Regions from separate parts of the Pan troglodytes genome. Here regions 1 and 2 are each linked to region 3. Evidence: chromatin contacts called from public HiChIP or PLAC-seq and capture Hi-C data. All regions are on one chromosome and are shown on one strand. Each heading gives the region's core, a stretch centred on a gene start, on an enhancer-like site or on the middle of the called end of the contact. The rest is flanking DNA. Distances are from core to core; before and after follow the strand shown. Region 1 holds the start of DNAJC21 (DnaJ heat shock protein family (Hsp40) member C21). Region 2 holds the start of TARS1 (threonyl-tRNA synthetase 1). Region 3 holds the start of AMACR (alpha-methylacyl-CoA racemase).

The links. HiChIP or PLAC-seq counts read pairs in DNA pulled down with a chosen protein or histone mark. Capture Hi-C pulls out chosen DNA fragments and counts their contacts.
Region 1: an H3K4me3 HiChIP or PLAC-seq map of stem cell-derived excitatory neurons shows a contact between it and region 3, with 2.6 times the contacts expected there. The contact joins the promoter of DNAJC21 here to the promoter of AMACR in region 3. A contact is called at or near these places in 1 of 1 datasets of contacts at active chromatin or transcription factors (stem cell-derived excitatory neurons) and 1 of 1 other capture datasets (stem cell-derived neural stem cells).
Region 2: a capture Hi-C map of stem cell-derived neural stem cells shows a contact between it and region 3, with 5 times the contacts expected there. The contact joins the promoter of TARS1 here to the promoter of AMACR in region 3. A contact is called at or near these places in 1 of 1 datasets of contacts at active chromatin or transcription factors (stem cell-derived excitatory neurons) and 1 of 1 other capture datasets (stem cell-derived neural stem cells).

The regions. Positions count from the first base shown.
Region 1 is chr4:77,858,787-77,862,204 of NHGRI_mPanTro3-v2.0_pri, forward strand. DNAJC21 (DnaJ heat shock protein family (Hsp40) member C21) reads right to left here and starts at 1,367. Exons shown (of 13, transcript XM_016953446.4): 1 at 1,025-1,367. The coding sequence starts at 1,121.
Region 2 is chr4:79,334,795-79,338,375 of NHGRI_mPanTro3-v2.0_pri, forward strand. TARS1 (threonyl-tRNA synthetase 1) reads right to left here and starts at 1,837. Exons shown (of 19, transcript XM_001153971.6): 1 at 1,461-1,837. The coding sequence starts at 1,517.
Region 3 is chr4:78,766,638-78,769,888 of NHGRI_mPanTro3-v2.0_pri, forward strand. It overlaps AMACR (alpha-methylacyl-CoA racemase), which reads left to right and starts at 1,527. Exons shown (of 6, transcript XM_009449327.5): 1 at 1,527-1,884. The coding sequence starts at 1,638.

The DNA.
Region 1 (3,418 bases), core at 117-2,616, 910 kb before region 3:
CCTCCCTGAATTCCTGGAGCATATATTAGTTGTTCCATTAATCTAACCACCAATTATGTATGTTGCGATTTTTTTCTGGCAGTTGTATTTAACTTTTCGTTTGTGTAAAGCAGAAAGTTGTTTTCCTAACAAGACTCTAAGACCCCTGTCTCAGCATTTCCAAATCTACTTAGTAGAGTGCAGTGACTTGCATATATTGGATACTCTGTAACCGTGTTTACTGATGAATGCTAATATGAAAGCCTCTTCATATGAACCTCAAAAAGCTGAAAGTCAACTACTCTCTTAGTTTCCCAGCCTGGAAGATCAGATTACTTCATAAAAGTCACACAGGCCTGGATTACAGACCAATGAAACATCCAAAGGAAGGATACTTCTAAGTAAACATACAAACTTTACTGGGGAAGCCGCCTGATTAAAACCTTCCCCGGCAGAATCATGTCCAAAGTGAAGTACAAGGTCTGCTTAAACAGCTTATTAAAAGAAAAAAAAAACAGCGTAAAAAGCGCATCCCTATTGAAAAGATATTTTACTAGCTCCCGTGTCTTAACTTCTTAACTAAGAAACGAAAACTTCAACATCAGGTTGAAGTATCTGGGATTCCCGGACGAGGTGGAGGGCAGCGGAGGAAAAACACCGAGAGGCTGCGCTGCAAGGGACGCAGGGAAAGGCAAGCCTGGGGCAGGTCTGAGTTCCGAGGCCCCGACTGCTCCCTCGTGGTGTCTGCGACCCGGTAGCGGGAGCAAGTGAGGTTGTTGGACTGCAGTTTTCCCCCTACAGTGGCGATGCGGGGCCGGGGTCGCGGGTATGAGGAGATGGGGTGTGAGCCGGGGTGCGCCAGGGCGGAGCGCTTCGCCCACCGAGACGGGCAGGGCGGCGCCGGGCACTGGCCGGGCGGGGCAAGGAGCTCCTAGGCCGCCAGGTCGCTCTCTGCTGGCTCCACGGAGTCCGCCCGGGGGAAGGGAAGGTCGGGGAGGGCCGGGCTTCTCCGAGTGGCCGCGGCGGCTGCGGGCCAGGTACTTACCCGGGTGCCATTTCAGGGCCAGCTTCCGATAGGCCTTCTTGAGCTCCTCCTCGCTGGCGTCGCGCCGCACCCCCAGCGCCTCATAGTGACACTTCATCGCCCGACCGGGCGGGCGGCCGGCGCTGGGGCCCGGGACGGGGTCGGGGCCCGGGCCCGGGCCGAAGCGGCGGCGGCGGCGGCGCTGGCACTCCTCTCCGGCGGGAGTCCGCCGCCCGCACCGGGCCAGCCAGCGAGCCCGGCGGCGGCGGCGGCAGCGGCGGTGGTGTAGGTCAGTGAAGGCGCGCGGTGGCGGCAGACGACGCGGGCTGCGGCACGCGAGAGCGCGGAGGGGGCGGTGCCGGCGGCCGCCGCTTCGCATGGGCTAGGGGTGGGCTCTGTGCCGGAAAGGGCCGCGCGGGAGAGGGTGGGGCCTCGGCGAGGTGAGAGGCGAGGCCCCGAGGAAGGAAGGCGGGGCCTTGGCGAGGAGAGAGGCAGGCCGCGCAGGAGAAAGGCGGGAGCTTGGCGGGGAAAGAGGAGGGCCGCGTGGGAGGAAGGCAGGCCTTGGCCGGGAAGAACAGGAGGAAGGCGGGACCTTGGTGTGAGAGGCGGGGCCTCGGCGGGGTGAGAGGCGGGGCCGCGCGGAAGGGAGGCAGGGCCACGCTGGTGTCATTGTGAGGGGCACAGATGGCGGTCAGTGTGAGTGGCAGCCGACCTGAGGGCTGAAGGGGGAGATAGGAGCTGGGATGGGAGAGGATTCTGGAAAATATCTGATTATAATTTCTCAATGGATCCCCGTTTTTATAGATAAGGCGATTCAGACTCCAAGTGGTCAAGTGGTTGGCTCAAGCCTCCTCAGCTAATACAGTAGCAGAATTCGGTTGGACTGAATATCAGGTTTTTTTTTTTTAATCTCTTTAATTCTCTTCAGCTGCCACTTAAGATCTCTGGTATTGATCATCTTGACCAATATGCTTGAGAAAGGACAGTTAGATTATTTAAGCGGAAACAATTTAAAAGGGAAGCATCAACACACTTAAAAATAATGAAAAGCCTTACCACCAACATGGATGAAATTGTGCTGATCTATCCATCCAACACACTTTAATCCTAACTTTCTGGCCTCTAATCCTACCTTTCCAAGATTGGTTTAGGTTAAGAAAGCAGTTAAAGGATAGTATTTAACTGGTAGGTTTTGGTTGATCTGACTAGCTGTATTACATTGTATTACAAGATGGAAGATCTGCACAATTATTCCAAACACTTTGAAAGGTATCAAAATAATACCATAATTGTTATTAAAATGCATTAATACACCAATATATTTCACTGTAATGTGGAATGTTTACATGCATCAGTTAGGTGTGGGTTGTATTTACTAACCATGTATGGTTAGCTATGTTGCTAATATCTATTGCACAGGGTTGGCGTACCCAAGCGGTTTAGTAAGGTTATCCTTCTCTTCCCCAATATGCTGCCCCCAGTAAAATAAAAAACCCACGCTAAGCTTCATCAGGTTACTTCACACGCCACTGACCAACCAACTCACTACTCAGAATTCATACACTTCCCTTTTTCCCAGAGGAAGATTCTACACAGTCTCAGTTAGTTGGTAAATTGGTAATGGATAAGGATTGAGAAGTCTGAGTTTGGGGGAGAATGAAACCTTTCCCCTCCTGAGAACAGAATTGGGATGGCGGGCGGGGGGAGGGGAGGGACAAAAAAAAACGGACAAGGAAAGTATTTTTTTCCCTCCAACTTAATTTGGAGTATTTTCTCCCTCCAACTTAATTTGGTTTTGGATACAGCCTCTAGGAATCACTTACTTCTTTTACCTTCTGAAGTAAGGATTTTTGCCTATAACATGTATAATTAAAGGTAACTATGCTGGATATAAATTTCAGTCTAAAGGAACATCTTGACCAGGCGTGGTGGCTCATGCCTGTAATCCCAGCAGTTTGGGAAGCCGAGGCAGGAGGATCCCTTCAGCCCAAGAGTTCAAGACAAGCCTGGACAACATAGTGAGAACTTGTCTCTACAAAAAAAAAGCCAGGCATGGTGGCGTGGGCATGTAGTCCTAGTTACTCAGGAGGCTGAGGCAGGAATACTTGAGCCCAGGAGTTACAGCCTGCAGTGAGCTATGACCACACCACCACACTACAGCCCTGGGTGACAGAGCAAGACCCTGCCGCTAATAAATAAAGGAACATCTTTTATTAAACTGGTGCCCTTTAAATGACCAGACTTTAGAGATGATCCATTCCAGAAGAATTCTCAAATAAGATATCCATATAATTGTGAAAGGGAATTTGAGATATAAGGATATCTCTCTATGGAAACTGTTAATTGAAAATTGTGAAATTGGAAATTACACCAAAACTCCACAATGCACACATCAAAAGTACAAGTTTATATCTC
Region 2 (3,581 bases), core at 587-3,086, 570 kb after region 3:
CAGTGAGCCGAGATCGCACCACTGCACTCCAGCCTGAGTGACAGAGCGAGACTCCGTCTCAAAAAAAAGAAGACTGAATGAGTTAATTCATGGAATGCATTAATACAGTGCCAAACTCGTATTTAGTACTCAAAATAAATATTAACTATTGTATAATTATTACAGAAAGGAAAAATTACATATTTGTTAACCATACATATCACGTCCAATTAAGAATAGCACAGGAGAATATTTATGGACATGGAAAGTTGTTGACCACATTCTATTAAGCAAAAAAAAAAAAAGTTACAAAACAGTAAAAATATCATTTTATGTGAAAAAAAATCTATGTATAGTCACCATTTATCATCTAGAATTAAATTTACATAGTTAGAATGTGCCCGTATGCAGTTTCTCCATTCAATCTCGAGTGGACAATCAAGAAAAAATTTTGGCTTTTCAGTGAATTGTCCTGTCAGACTTGGGATAGAGGATTCCTTAGCTGAAGACGTCACCACTTCTCACTTGGACTATTACAACAGCCTTCTGCATGTGGCCTAACCTTCTATCCCAATGCCAGCGTGACTTTTACAAATACAGTCTTCCCGCTTAAGATCCTTCATGTATAGAATACAAGTTTCAAACATCCTTGTTGCCTAAGATCCTTCTGATTGCTGTTCCTTTAACCCTTCTTGCATATCTCTTGCAAACAACCCGAAAGACAATTCACCTGCGTGCCCCTTTTCACTGCCTTCCCTACCTTTACGTGGGAAGCCCCGTCCTGCCTGTTTACCTGGTGAAATCATTCTTCCAAACTAAATTCTAAAGTGCCTTCCTAAACTTCCTCTTCTGTAATACCACAAGGTTGATCACAAAGCACTAGGGCTGTTTTCCTGTCTCTTACACATCAGCCTGTGAGGCCCTCAAAGTCGGGGAACTGGGCCCTATTCATCTTCCCACATGCACCGCCCAGATCAGTGCCGGGCAAAATGTATACTTAACCACCCAAACTTGGACAAGCTGGGTCAGATCTCGGGCACTCGGTTTTCCTTTCCTTAAAATGGAGCTCTTTACCCCCGCAGGATCTTAGGAGATTGATTAAATAAGGCTCTGCAATGTGTTTCCCGCTTACAGTAAGCCATAAACGCAAGTTTGGAAGCCCCAAGCCTAAGATTCTGATTCTGTCTCCGCGTCTAACTACTGTAGATGTGAGGCTCTGAACAAGTCGCTCACTCAAGGTCTGTTTCCTCATCTGTAAAGAGAATGGACCCACAGATGAACTGCAAGGCCCCACCCTAATTTATGAATGGATGGTTCCCAAAGGGGGTTCCGACTTTCCAGGAGTCCCACCATCCCCCACTTCTCCGACCCACGCGGTCCCGGCCGCTTCCTGCTTCCTGCCCCCCGCTCCCGCCGCGAGCGTAGCGTCTGCACCCACTAGAGTCCCAGGCTGGTCTCTGGGTCCCACCAAGTTTGCTCACCGGCTTCTCCTCGCCTCCCATCTTCCCTGAAGGACTGCTGGCCTTCTCCTCAAACATTGGCGAACGACGAAGCGATGAGAGAACCCGAAAGCGACGGCCTAGAGGAGAGGAGCCAAGAGGCGGGTCGGAGGTGGGCTAGCGCCCGGGACTTGGCCTCGGCTGGACCAGCTGATGCAATCGAAAGGCGCCCTAACCCCGCCCCCAACTTGCGGCGGAACGAGCAGCCAATGGATAACGGGGGAAGGCGGGCCCTCCCTCCTCTAAGCCAGTGGAAAATCTTTTCGGGTGACAGAGCCCTTCTAGGAAATCAGGTCGCGGAGGGTGAGGAGGAGCAACTGCAGAAGCTACATGCCTACTCTCCGCTGACCTTGGTCTGCACGCTTTCCAGAGTCAAGTCCCCAATGCGCGTGCGCCTTTACTCCCTTCTGACTTTATGTGGCACAATCATGGACCTTCCCGGACACCGTAGATAATAAGTAGGTCTTGGTCTAAACTTCCGGGAGGTTTTCGGCGACCTGGATACCATCTTCGACACGGGGACAAATCCCGGGATGGAGTCCAGGGTTTCCCGCGGCTTCGGCGCTTCCTGACCTGGCGTGACTGCCGACTTGTCGGCACCACCCAGGCCTCAGGCTCCCTGTCTGTAGTGGTGAATCGACCTTCCTCATGGCAGTCCAGGCTCCCCAAGCCCCATGTCCTGTTGATCCGGGACAAACTCTTCCTTGAACATTCTTCACTACGAGCCGCTGCTGATCTGTACTGCCTGGAGGAGCATTTCCATAGCGCCCGCAAAAATAACAATAAAGCTCACCCAAGGAAATAACCATGGATTCTCACGCCTGGGTGCCAGTGTTTGGAATCGACTGGGCTTTTTTATGTTAGTAGGCAATTTAAAACAATTACTTATTTGAAATCAGAAGCGCAATAGGCACAACTTCAGGTACGTGCTCCACCACCACGTTTTGTGGATTTTTCTTTTTAAACATCAGTTCTGTTCTCTACAACTCTCCGCCTTCAGGTTTATACTTTCCAGGAACAATAGCTTCCGAATTCGACTTTGTGCATCCATTTTTCATACAGCACCGTTGTAGTCTTCAAATACAAATATGATCACGGCAATCTGCTGAAAAATCTTTGGTGGCTTTCCCTTGCTCTTGGACAATCCCTGATTGTCCAAGTTTTCGGCTTCATCTCGTTCGCCCACCATACACTGAACTATAAACTGTAGTGGCTTTTTTTCCTCAGGTCTTCCCACAGAGTAAGTACCAAGATTTTTCCACCCTACCCTCATCCGTGCTCATTCCGACACACTTTTTGCCTGTTTGACACCTCATTTATTGTCAGATTTCAAGAATCGTTTTCTTCGGGGAACCATTTCTTGACCCCCTTACTGGATGAAACAAGCCTCCCTGTTAAACAGTGTTGGAGGCGCAGAAACATACCCCCAAATAATGGCGTTTTGACATCTGAACTGAAGAAGCCTTAAGGTCCCACTCCCCTAAATCCCCACGCCATCTCTGCCAAAGCAAAGGATAAAGTTTAGACACATCACAAGGAACATAATTGTTTTTGTTGCCTCCCTGTAAGACCAAGAATGTAGTCATCACACCTGAGCAGACCCTTTCACAAGATGTTGTACAAATTAATGTGTTCCTGATACATTCATTCTCCCTTGTAATCCCTCAACAGAATTCCTCTTCTCCCTATCATAACCTGTGTCGCTGGGATTGTATCCACAAGCTTCTGAAGCCCTCTGAGGGGTGGGTAATCACGCTGTGATTCTTCCTGTGTATACACGTTAAGTAAATTTGTATGTTTTTTCTATTAATGTTCCTCATGTTAGTGATTTTCAGCCAAACCTCAGAGGGCCAAGGAGAAAGGTCCCCTTGGCGCTTACAATAGTGTCTGCTGGTAGTTTCATGTGGTTCTTGGTAGAACTTACCGGTTCAACTTGTTCTTTCACTATGTGTGTATTTAGAGCTAAGCAAGTTTACTATATATGTGTATATATATATATACACACACACACACATATACACATATGTATATGTATGTACATATATTATATATATATATATGCACAGTAATGGTTCTGATCAGTTGGCCTAAGAGTACACCCTA
Region 3 (3,251 bases), core at 277-2,776:
GTCACTTGTTGGATGAATAATTTGCAAAATATTTTCTTCTATTCAATAAGTTGTTTCTTTATTCTGTTGTTTCTTCTGTTGTGCAGAAGATTTTGTTTAATATAGTCCCATTTGCCTATTTTTTGTTTTTGTTGCCTATGCTTTTGAAGTCTTAGTCATAAAATCTGTGCCTAGGTCAATGTCCTGAAGTGTTTTATCTGTTTTCTTATAGTAGTTTTATAGTTTTGGGTTGTATGTCTTAAGTTTTTTAATCCATTCTGAGTTGATTTTTGTGTATGGTGAGGGATAGGGGTCTAGTTTCATTCTTCTGCACATGGATTTCCAGTTTTTCCAGCACTACTTATTGAATAGAATGTCCTTAATGTATGTTCTTGGTGTTTTTATCGATAATCAGCTGGCTGTAAATATATGGATTTATTTAGGGGTTCTTTATTCTGTTCCATTGGTCTTTGTGTCTATTTTATGCCAATAGAATGCTGTTTTGGTTACTACACCTTGGTAGTATAATTTGAATTCTGGTAGTGTGTTGCTTCCTGCTTTGTTCTTTTTGTTCAGTGTTGCTTTGGCTATTCAGGACCTTTTGTGGTTTTATACAATTTTTTTTTCTATTTCTATGAAGAGAAAGCCACAGAGTCCTAAAATAATTCTAAAATTCATCATGACTTTCTTGCCTAAAAGATCTTGATTTCAATCGTGCCTAGTTTTGCTTTAATCACTTGCTTGAGAAATACATAAATCCCCACTTAAGATTAGTGCAGGCATATCTCTGGCACCCATTTCTGGTTCTATTAAAATTCCTAGAGATGTCAAAAATTACATTAGGCCACCTGACAGGCTATACCTAGAAGAGAAAAAATGATTTGTAAAAGCAGTGGGGCTATTTGCGATTGCTTTTTTTTTTTTTCTTAAATATCACCTATTAGGTTGAAAACCTGAAATTGCAGCTTTCTGTAGAAATGGCGGAAGACAAACTAACATTTTTAAAGCGCTCTCATTTAGCTCTGATGAGTACTACACCCCTGATATTCTTCTGATACTAAAATAATTTTCCTAGTGTAGTCTAAACTTTTTAAAAAAGACATGTAATCCGCGGAGTTTGTAACTCAAAACGAGTGCATCTAGGAGGTATTGCAAGCCGTTTCTGGATTAAATTCCCAGCTAGCTAGCTAGGGTGAAGAAGACAATCTGCAGCCTAGGGAAGAAAACGCTTTCGCATTGTTCTTACGTGTTTACGTTATTTTATTTCCCTAGAGCGAGGCAGGAGTAGGGACTCGAATGGTACAGTTGGGCTGGGGATCGCCATGGTACAATAAAAGCGTCCAGAGAGGACGGTAACAGGCAGGAGCTCCAAAGGTCGGTCCCTGAAATTTAAGACTCAGGAATTTAGGTTGCACAAAAAGGAAAGCAACCTACTGCCTTTGGCACTGGCGGTCCCGGGAGGCCGGGGGTGAGGAAGCGCCCAGTGCGCAGACTCCGCGGGCTTGCGCAGGCCCACAAAAGAGGGACGGGGGTGGTGCCTTTGGGGCGCGGCGCCGCGGCTGGGGGCGTGGCGCCGGGGATTGGGAGGGCTTCTTGCAGGCTGCTGGGCTGGGGCTAAGGGCTGCTCAGTTTCCTTCAGCGGGGCACTGGGAAGCGCCATGGCACTGCAGGGCATCTCGGTCGTGGAGCTGTCCGGCCTGGCCCCGGGCCCGTTCTGTGCTATGGTCCTGGCTGACTTCGGGGCGCGGGTGGTACGCGTGGACCGGCCCGGCTCCCGCTACGACGTGAGCCGCTTGGGCCGGGGCAAGCGCTCGCTAGTGCTGGACCTGAAGCAGCCGCGGGGAGCCGCCGTGCTGCGGCGTCTGTGCAAGCGGTCGGATGTGCTGCTGGAGCCCTTCCGCCGCGGTGAGCCCGGGCCCCGCGGGCTGCTCTCGGGAAGTTCCCGCGGAGGGGAGGGGTCTGGCCGTTCGATCGAGGCTGCACCCGCCACACCTTTGCCCTGTTGCCGCAAGAACCCTTGTCGGCCCCAGCCTTCCAGATTTTTGCCTCCTAGGGTATTGTTAGTGATCATTCATCCCAAACTGGATTGTCCAAAACTTGGGTTCTGAGATACTGCTGTTGCCCGGTTTCTCCTTTTGCCTCTCTGACTCCTTCCCAAATTCCTCCTTTTTTTTCCTAAGAAACGTTCCGTATTTGCCTTTCTTAATTAATTGAGGGTCTTGAACCCTGTGAGAATCTAATGAAAGCCATAGGATTCCCTTCCTGGAAAACTGCATATAGGCGGTCATTCGGCTACCGTTTTGGAGTGCTGTACCCTCAAGCCATCCACGGGCCCAGGCTAACGCTCCTCCCTGCCTGAAATGCTGGCGTTCTAAGTCTCAGCATCTGCTCCCTGAAGCCCAGTTACCCATTCCCATCATTTTCACCTTTTTGTAGACTTCCACCTTTCAGAGCGGCAGACGCTGGCATACACAGGTCCTGGGCATCGCCGTCAAGGCTGCCCGCCAGGCAGCTTCCACAAATCCCAAAATGAGCCTTTCCTTCTTCCTTCTAAAACAGCATCTCCACCTTCTGTATTATTTATTTCAGTGAATGCCTGAATCTCAAACTTGTACTTCATCATGGACTCCAGTCTTCCTTTCACATCCAATTTCAATGATCATCAATACAGTCATTTTGCTCCTTAGCCCACTCGGACTATTTCTCTCCATACCTGCTGCAACTGCCTTGACACTGGCGTGACAGCCTTTTAAAAACTGGCGTTTGGGGCTGGTATCACTCCAGTGGATTCTCAGACAGCTGCCAGAATAACTTTGTTCAAGTAGAAATCCAAAGCATTGCCTGGTCTATAGTGGGAAATCGGTAAATGGTGAATGAATGAATGCCTACGGCACAGCCGGCTTATTTAAATGCGTTAACTCATTTAACCCTCACAGCTGTATTTGAGGCTTGTAACAATAATGATTTAATAATTAAGATTATGTAATAATTTAAGAATGCTCCATTTAAGATGAGGGAGGCTTGTCCAAGGTCTTGTAATTAGGAGGAAGGTCGGCTGGGAATACGGATATAGCCTCCGGGTGAGGAGTTGTGACTGGTGTTTAGGTAGATGACTAGAGGTTTTCTGTGATTTATTTAGCCTTAGGAAGGTAAAGATAGTGAGTTTATTATGTAATTTTGATTACTTTTAATCCCAGGAAATTTCAGGTGCTGGTTACCTGGGGTTTGTGCTATAAATACTATACTTGTTGATAGCTTAAAAACTCTCAGGT